Regions from separate parts of the Rattus norvegicus genome. Here region 2 is linked to region 1. The links are chromatin contacts, called in public Hi-C maps. All regions are on one chromosome and are shown on one strand. Each heading gives the region's core, a stretch centred on a gene start, on an enhancer-like site or on the middle of the called end of the contact. The rest is flanking DNA. Distances are from core to core; before and after follow the strand shown. Region 1 holds the start of Nudt15 (nudix hydrolase 15). Region 2 has its middle 15 kb from the start of Esd.

Evidence for each region. Hi-C and Micro-C count contacts between places; a contact is called where the count stands out from the background.
Region 2: a Hi-C map of the A7r5 cell line shows a contact between it and region 1, with 4 times the contacts expected there. The contact joins the enhancer-like site here to the promoter of Nudt15 in region 1. A contact is called at or near these places in 6 of 12 Hi-C or Micro-C datasets (the A7r5 cell line, the Rat2 cell line, Schwann cells and 3 more).

The regions. Positions count from the first base shown.
Region 1 is chr15:55,120,497-55,125,330 of GRCr8, forward strand. Nudt15 (nudix hydrolase 15) reads right to left here and starts at 2,887. Exons shown (of 3, transcript NM_001106049.2): 1 at 2,607-2,887; 2 at 772-968. The coding sequence starts at 2,761.
Region 2 is chr15:56,435,180-56,440,013 of GRCr8, forward strand. No RefSeq gene overlaps it. Among named protein-coding and RNA genes, the nearest start is that of Esd, 15 kb to the right of the region's middle. Within about 2 kb of position 2,017, at least 4 of the 93 cell types and tissues checked have an H3K27ac peak or open chromatin away from gene starts, as enhancers often do. A contact at or near this core is called in the A7r5 cell line, where this site is marked.

The DNA.
Region 1 (4,834 bases), core at 1,637-4,136:
CTGTATCCTTATATGGAGGAAGTGGTGAGGATCTCTCTGGGTCTCTATCATGTGAGCACAATTCCATGTGTGGGCTGTCGTGCTTGAGTATGCAGTGCTCAATGCAGTCTTGTGGTGAACAGTGGAGCCGAGCTGTGGCTGCTGCTATTTTGAGAGGTGATGGGAACTTTAGAGCGTGTGGACCGTGTACAACACCATGGAGATGTGCCTCTGAAGACTTCGCCCTGTTCTTCTCACTCTGCCTCAGTCCTGCTGTGAGGCAAGGAGGTGAGGAACCTCTACTATAGCTCCACCAGGACATTTCATCTCACCAAAGGCCCAGAATCAACAAAGCCCAGGCCCATGGGCTAGAACTTAACAATTCAGAGCTAAAGGATCTTCTTCCCCTTGTGCTGCTAATTCTGGACATTTTGTCACAGCAGTACATTCTAAACTTTGTCCTCCAAGTCCCAAAGTTCTCCCCTCCTGTCACTATCACCCGAGATCAGAATTTCAACATGGATTTTTGTTTTTGTTTTTTCTCTCTTTTTGAGATGTTATCTCTGTATGTAGCCCAGATAGCCTGGAACTTTCTATGTAAACCAGGGTGGCCTCAAACTCCCAGAGATCTTTCTGTCTCTCCTCCCTATCCCCTAAGTGCTGGGATTACAGTCCCCATTCTTAGCTCCAACACATGAATTTTTGAGGGCACAGACACAAAGAGAATCCAATTCTCTTCACATGGCAATGATGCTCTGAGGAATAACACCTTGTTTTATCCCATTCTCTTACTTTCATTCTTTTCTGGTTCCATATTCCTTGGTTCTGACTCGTGAGTCACGTCCACCTCTCCTTTCATTAATATGGTGACATAATGGTAATTCTCCTTCTCAACAAAAGTATTTACCACCGAAGCAAAGCGCACATTTTTCAGGCGAAGCCCAGCCTCTTCCCAGGTTTCCCTCTGAGCGCATTCTTCCCAGGTCTCACTGGAAAAAGAAACACAGCCTGCTCAGTGTTTGCATGAGGTGAGATTCCTGGTTGGAAAGTTGTGGTATAAAGTAAAATCAACAGTAATTAGTTTATGCTTTAAGATGATAAAAAACTCTTCCATCTAAACATTATGCATATTCTATATTTAGTGAAGACCCAAACGGCTTTATGTTAGACAAAACTTAACATTTAACCACCAGCATTAATTCCCAGGCCTGGAGATAGACTTAGGCAGTAAGGGTGCAGTTTAGTGTGTCAGGTAAGAACCCAGGTTTTCTCTGCGGGGTGGTGGTACAGGCGTTTAATCCCAGTACTTTGGAGGCAGAGGTTGGTGGTTCTCTGTGAGTTTGAGGCCAGATTAGTCTACAGAGGAAATTCCAGGATATCTAAGACTGTACAGAGAAACCCTGTCTCAATGTTCCCTCCCCCCAAAAAAACCCAAAACAAAAACAACAAAAAAACAATCCATTATCACCACCAACAAGACCCAGGCTATTGAGTCAACTGTACTCAGGGAAAATGGAAACATTAACTTTCTTAAGGGGTTGTTGTGTTTTGAAAGTACATTCAATGCCTTCCTCATGTTTCAAAATTGAGCCATTAGGCAACAGAGAAGGATGTGATTCTTGTTAAGGGGCTTGTGAAGCTTGTGCTTCCAGGCCACACAGGAAGTACAGATTACCTTCACGAGGAAGGAAGTTGTCAGCCTGGTAATGTTTCCCTTCCCTATGATGGACAGCCAGTGAGGGGCACCTCCAGTCAATCAGCCATGACACAATCCCAGCACTCAGGAAGCTGAGGCAAGCAGATCTCTGTCTCTTATAAATAAATAAATCTATTAGATAATAGTGACCCAAGATAATCACGGAAAATACGAGGTCTAGGATTTCCTTTTAAATAGTCTATAAAATCAAGTATGGTACTTGATAAGGCATAGGAAGTCTTGAAGCTTTACCTTCCAAGTGTTTTATATTACTATACATTACTATAGGAAACCACACTGGATCTGGGTGATTAAGATACTTTTATTTTTAAGCTACACACTCGGATTAGGTTGTTTTTTTTTTGTTTTTTTTTTTTGTTTTTTTTGAGCACAGCCAGGGTTTCTTCACGATTGCATAGAAACTGACTTCACTACTCTTCCGCCTCGTGGGATTGACACATCCACCTCTCAGAAGCGGCGGGACCAGTCTCACAAAACTGATATATTTTAATCTCATGAGACAAAGGGAAGAGTCCCAGTTTTTCATAAACATCCACTTTCTCAGTAAGCACTAAGAAATACAAACGATTGGGGGCTGGGGATTTAGCTCAGTGGTAGAGCGCTTACCTAGGAAGCGCAAGGCCTTGGGTTTGGTCCCCAGCTCCGGAAAAAAAAAAAAACAAAAAAACAAAAAAACAAAAAACAAGAAATACAAACGACTTCCACCTGCAGCCAGGAGAGGGCAGAGCGAGGACGTATGGGGCCCGGTCCTGGAACAGCGGCCCCTCCTGGCGGGATCCCAGAGGACACCGGGGCCACAGAGAACACACGGAACTCAATTGCGCACTGACGCGCTTCACACGGACCGATTATGTAGTGCGGTCTAGTGACATTCCCGAGACTTCCGCTTCCCCGAGGTCGTCCTGCTCACCCAAATTCCAAGTGGCCCCCAGGAAGCTGGAAACTGCCGGCTCCAAACGACCCTTTCCTTTTCCCCAGAAGGACGCAACGAGGATGCTCGCAGCTCAACACCACCACGCCGACCCCAACTCCCGGCCGCCGCCTCTGCTCCGCGTTAGTGGCCATAGCGTTTGACTGACCCGGGAAGTGACGTTAATCTCCGCATGAGCCTTCAAGTTTACGGGAACTGCCTGGAGCCCCGCTTATTCTTGGTTGTTTTGTCTCAGAAGTCTCAGAAATCAGCTGTTGCCTGGTGGATAGATCGTGTAGGAACAACCCATACAAATAACTGATTTAAGAGTACTTAAAGCTGATTTGGAGAAGTAAATAAGACTAGTTAATAAGTTCCGCTAGGATAAATTCATATTTTAGAGAAAAACAAATTTTACTAGATAAAAAATATACACCACTTAAAACTGAAATATGTAAAGAAAAACTTGGGGAAACCAGCTGTAACAAGTTTGACCCCCTAAATCTTTGGATGGGTGGGTTTATTTTATAAGTATTTATGCTACTAATGTGTGCATAATTTTAGAAATCCAGTAGTACAAAACCCTCTCCAAGAACACTGTCCCCCTTAGTCCTGCTTTCAGAGACAGCTTTAACTCTTTGAAATGTTAGTTTTTATATTTCCACATATATTTCTAAGTGATACTAATTTTATATACTAAGTAATTGTCTTAGTGAGGGTTTCCATTACTGTGAAGAGACACCATGAACAAGGCAGCTCTTATAACTAGCATTTATTTGGGGCTGACTTGCAGGTTCAGAGGTTCAGGTCATTATCATCAAGGCAGGAAGCCTGGCAGCATCTGAGTACTGGAGGAGCTGAGAGTCCTACATTTTGTTCCAAAGTCAAACAGGAAAAGACTGGCTTCTAGGCAGCTAGAAGGGTCTCAAAGTCCACCCCCACAGTGACACACTTCCTCCCACAAGGCCACACCTCCTAATAGTGTCACTTCCTGGCCAAGTATATTCAAACCACCATAGTAATCCATTAGAAAGTTGCAATATCCATTAAGTATGCTTAGCAAAATCCTAAGTTTTATCGATCAACAAATATGCAAGTGAATAGACTCTTTGAAATAAAAGACGCAAATAATTATTTTTGAAAGTGTTGACTATCTCCATTGGGAAATTGCACACTAGAACTCCTTTGAGATGCCATCTTACCCCAGTCAGAATGGCTATTGTCAAGAGATTTGACAACAAATGCTTGACAGGTTGTGGAGAGAGAAGAACCCCTATTCAGTGTTAGTGGGGTGCAAACTAATATAGACACTACGGAAATAAGTTCGGCGGTTTCTAAAAAACTTAAACACAAAACTACTATACAACCCAGCGTTTCACACCTGGACATACATCCAGAGAATTTCATACTCTCTCTTGGGGTTCTTTGCATCCTTGCCGTTTATGTTCTATATGTTCTATAACAAGGGTATGGACCACCCTAGTTTTCCATCAATGAGTGAATCTATAAGCAAAACTTGGTACATATATGTAGTGATTTGAATAGGTTTGACCACCATAGACTCATGTGTTTTAATATGCTTGGCCCAGGGAGTAGCTCTATTAGGAAGCATGGCCTTGTTAGAGTAGGTGTGGCCTTATTGGAGGAAGTATGTCACGGTGGGGGTGGGCTTTGAGACCCTCCTGGCTTACTGGAAGATAATCTCTCCTTGCTGCAATTGGATCAAGATGCAGAACTCTCGAGGGGCTGGGGATTTAGCTCAGTGGTAGAGCGCTTGGAAGCGCAAGGCCCTGGGTTCGGTTCCCAGCTCCGGAAAAAAAAAAAAAAAAAGATGCAGAACTCTCAGCTCCTTCTCCAGTATCATGCCTGCCTGGACACTGCCATTTTTCCTGCCATGATGTTAATGGCCTGAACCTCTGAACCTGCAAGCCAGCCCCAATTATTCCTTTATAAGAGTTGCCTTGACCATGGTGTCTGTTCACAGCAATGGAAGCAGTAACTGAGACAATAAATAACATGGATTCTGTTCAGCTCTAAAGAAAAATGAAATTTAAATTTTTGCAGAAAAAATGGAAGGACTTGGAATCTATAAAGTTAAGCAAGGTCACACAATCTCAGAAAGAGAAAACACTGCATTTTCTTTCTAATGTGTGGACTGTAGCCCATGTCTGTCTATATATCTGTAAACAAATGACATGGAAGGACAGTAAAAGGCATGGAGGGGTGAT
Region 2 (4,834 bases), core at 767-3,266, 1.3 Mb after region 1:
GAGATTACAGTGTCCTGAATGAATTCCCTCCTGCGGAGTGAACCTCAAATCCAGTCAGAGACTTGTTGGCTACCCTTGTTAACACAACAGCACCACTCTTTTGCGAAGGGGATAAGAAATAGTTTATTCTGAGGCTAAAGAAATCTGAGAGACTGTGGCCTGGGAACACTGATTTAGATTACCCAAAATTCCATGTTCCAACATGGTAACATATAGTAGTAAAACAAAAAACAAAAAAAAAAAAAAGGGAGTCGATCAGGCATTTTAAAAATACATTGGTAAAAACAATTAAGTCGGCAGTTACAGCACAGTGGAGAAATCTCAGCTATAAACCTCGTATGCGAGCCAATGATATTCAGTCCTCTTTGTGAGTAGAAGCTGAGCTTTTGTTAAGCTAGTACTTTGCAAAGGTCTTATCGGTTAGACACAGGCTGTTAGATCAGACACAGACCTATTTAGGGGACAGATGGCCCAAGAGAAATGCTGTTGCTTCTGAACCTGTCTGCCATCGCTGAGGCGCTAGTCAGTTAGTCACCCTTGCAGAGACGCAGTTGAAGGCTCAGTTCCTTTCTAGAGTCTTTCATTCACCCGTCCATAACAATCACGCCACCATTGCACCAGTGAGCACATACTGTCCGGCGGGTGGACATTGCAATTCATATATATTTATGGAATTTATTAGAGTGCCCTAGTCCAAGAAGCCAGTAATTGTTTTGTCCATGAGCCCAGATATCTCAGCTGGTCTTCAGTATGCATCAGATCGCAGATAAGTAGGCTTCCATTGAAACAAAGCTGAGGGCGAGCAGGCAAACAGTAAAGGTTTCTTTCATCTTTGTTCTTTACGTAGGCTGCCACCAGAAGCTATGGCCCAAAATTACGGCGGGTCCTCTGACCTCATGCGATGTGAAGTTAAAGTCTTCCTACCTGTAAAGATCCAGTTAAATGAGAATCCCTCCCAGGTTCTCAGGTGTAGCCAGCCACTTGGGATCTATTTAATTCCATATTTAGTCAAGCTGACAACCAAGAACAACCATTCTACTCTCCCAGCATCCTGTGTAGCACCGTCTAGGACTATGAAAGGTAGCTCGCAGAGGTAAATCTCTCAGCTCAATGCCAGCTTGTTTTCTCTCTGCGTTCCATTGAAGGTATGTGGTGTCTTCAGCAGGAGGGTTTATCAACTAGTTTTGGTAGGCACTAAGAGGAATTGAAGAGCATTACAGTTTAACACCAGTATGTTCACAGAGCCAGCAGCACACAATCTGAAGTCTTTCTGCTTACTTGGAACCTCCTTTAGGTGGCCTAGTTGCAGCTGAAGACAGACAGAAAACTCAGGTCTGGTCTGCTGCTCTTGTCTGACCTTGGGAAATTGTTTCCTTTACTTAGAAAGTAGACCAAAGACTTAGAGATAATCATTGAAGAGCCTGTTCTAGTTCTGAACTTATCTGAATGTTGGGAAGCCTAGTCCTTTAGACATCGATGGGCCAAGGTAAAGAACATTCTGGAACTCTTAAATTCTATAGATGAATGAGTGTCACATAAATGGTAGCAAACTTTTGTAACAGTAATCCTGGGATAAATCACCAGTGACCTAAGAAATTTGTAAGCTATGAAACCAAGATGGAGATATAAACACAAATGTTTCCTGCTGAAGCGTTTTCTCAGTCAGACCCTCTTTTAAACAGTTTCATAGCTGTTATAAGATAAACAGTTGCTTTTTGTAGTGGCCTCCAGATTTCTTAAAGAAAAATGGAACCTATTATTTGGGATCTGTTTCCCTGAAGGGTTAAAAATTGAAAGCCCAAATAGATTCAGAACTCATGGTGACAAATATCATTTATTTATTTATTTATAGCTAGATTCTTGTTGAAAGGGAGCCAAGGTTATTTAGGTCTTTACTTATAATTTAAATTATGAGATCTTCAGATGGTGTTTATTCTGCCTCCTGGAGAACAGCACAACATGTACTTCCTGTCCCACATTTCTTTCTGGTATTGAAAAGTAATGTGTGCCATTACTCATCATGTCTTGAGTTAGGGTGATTCTGAGAACAGCGCCAAGAGTGAGTGAGGTTCAGATTACCAATGTGCAAGATGAAAAGAGGAGGGAAATGTGGTAGACAGGGAAGTAGGAATGTGACGTTGTGGAGGCTGGGCACATCGCTGCCCACCGGAGCTGTGTTGAACACCTCACTTATTCTCTCAGGAGGTGTGTTCACGGAAGCCCCAATGTGTCTGTTCTACACAGTTCTTCCCCATTACATGTGAGAAGTCTGAGGATAGCACTGAGGTCATGTACAGACCATTCAATGAACTTTACAAAATTCGTGTTTACTTATTCAGCCCTCCAAGTTGGTTACAAATTAACCTAATTAATACGCAGCTTGCTTAAAAGATCTATCCAATGATACTGCCTGGAGGGGGGCTTATGACAAGGTAACCCTTGAGGAAATGCCACCACCCTGGGGCTGGTTTAGCCACCCTAGGTAATGCTAAGAAGCAGTTATATGTACCAAGGACAGATGTCTTCAGATTGTTGTAGAATTCACAAAGGTACTTTAACTAAAAAAGAAAGGAAGAATACTAGATGTCACTAGTTCCTGACTCCATTGCTAATGTTCTTCATCCTAAGCAGGTTCTCTTTAAAAGAGGGGCAGTAAATCAACATAAATAAGAAATGTTTTAAAGTAACCATGGAGTCAAAAAAGAAATAAAGAATAATCAAGTCACAGCTAGACGTTTCAACATACATGTCTTTAATCATCTGCCTCTCTGGTGCTCTGAAAGTAGGGTGGGTCTGTTTATCTATTCTCTGGAAGGAGATTTTCTTATGAATCAGAAGGAAAATGTGCAGTTAGTTACTCATGGGTGAGGTGAATTCGACAAAATTAAAACAACAAAATGCTTCTAAGAGCAACTGGAATGATTTGAATGAAATGTCATGGGCTAGTCAGGCTTCTAATAGAATTCCAGAGAACATGGCTATGATTAAATCATCTCTGAATTCTCTCGACAGAATGAGGAGCTGTGGCCCCTACGTGGTCTTGTTCCCATATACACTGTAGACCCAACGAAGTTCAGGAGCTCACTAGAACCATTCAAAAAGAGTAAGTCTTGTACCTGGGGGTGTGGCTTAAGAGAAGACCATCTGCCTAACATGCACAAAGCTGTGGGTTTTACCCTCAGCATCCCTTAAAAACAGAGAGAGAGAGAGAGAGAGGCAGAGTTTTCTCCAAGAGTATAACCCCTCACAAGTTTACCACCTTCCAGAAGAAGACTACACATCTAGGAATATTTGGGCAACACAAATTGGTTTTGATTGTTTTTAATAACACAAAGTTGAGTAGATAGGGAAAGGGAGGTGAATTTGGGAGAAATTGAGGAGGGAGCATGACTATGATCAAAACACATTTTATGGTTAAAAATAAAATCAATTAAATATAAAATTAATTAATTAAAAATTAAAATAATAAAAAATAAAATTAAAAAACACATTTTATGGACTACTAATAAAAGAATAAAGGTAAGATACAGATATCTGTGACTGCAGTTACATGTTTACTGTGTTTACATACTGCGCTAATAACCAGAGAGTATTTCCTATAAAACGTGTTGGATCTAAAAATGTCTCCCAAAGGCCATGCGCTAAAGCTTTGGTTGGTAGCATGCAGGACTGTTAGGAGGTAGAGTCTAGTTGGAGGAGTAGTAATTGGGGCTGTGCTCTTGAAGGACCCACTGGGACACTGTCCTCCTCTCGCTCCTTCCTCGCTGTCTCTGTAAGGCAAGTGGCTTTGTTCCACCATGCACTTCCCATCACACCATTTATTCATCACAGCTGCAAAGAAGTAAGGCGACGTGACCACAGTCTAAGACTGTGACACACGGGAAGAAGGAACAGAACACATGGGCTTGTGGACAGCAGAAATCTGAAGCCACGAAGCATACCTTTCCAGATTCAGTATGACAATCAATGGCTCCCCAAGTCATGAAAAAGTAACACCTCAGGTCCTTCATGCTAAGGAGCCCATTGAATTTTGGTACTTCCAATAGGTTACGATGTATACATTCCAATAGGTTACGATGTATACATTCCAATAGGTTACGATGTATACATTCCAATAGGTTACGATGTATACATGCATAAAGATTACTTCCCGATAACAATCTTTGATTCGTTACTCTAGTAAAACACACACACACCTGTGGGTCAAGATTAAAGATGCTAATGAGACATGCTGACAGTCAATAGATAAACAGTAATGACCAACTGTTCAAGTTTGTCCTCATCCTCCCTCTACATTGATGATGTCAAGAAGAACAGTTCTAAAAGGGTACATAAGCCAAGACCATTCAACCCCAGGATTATTCTACCTTGGGTTAACCTGCTGCTATTTCTCCTGACATTTAACCCAGGATGTTCTTCCTATGAGGCAGTGTTCTGTACTTCTTTCTAACAGAATTTCAGTTTGCTTTTGCTTCGGAACAAGTTCATGCTTTATTTTGTTTTTATTTCCGTTCTAGTTCACTCTTGAACTAGATTAAAGACTCTTGCCTGGATTAAAATAATTCTCTGGTTTTACTTGGACTTTTCCATCTTGTACTTACAGGTCATAACCTATCGTTCAAAAGCAGAAGGAGAAGGCCGTGCAGAAACTCAGAGCTGAGGAAGCACAGCTGGGATTGTGGGAACGCTGTTTGCAGACCGGCATACTCACTGGCTCTCCCCGTCGCTGGTTTATGCTCTGCTATTTATCTTACATATGATCTACCTTCCTAGGAATGGGGCTGCCCACAATGGTCTGGGCTCTCTTGCATTAATAACAGTGAAGACAATCTCC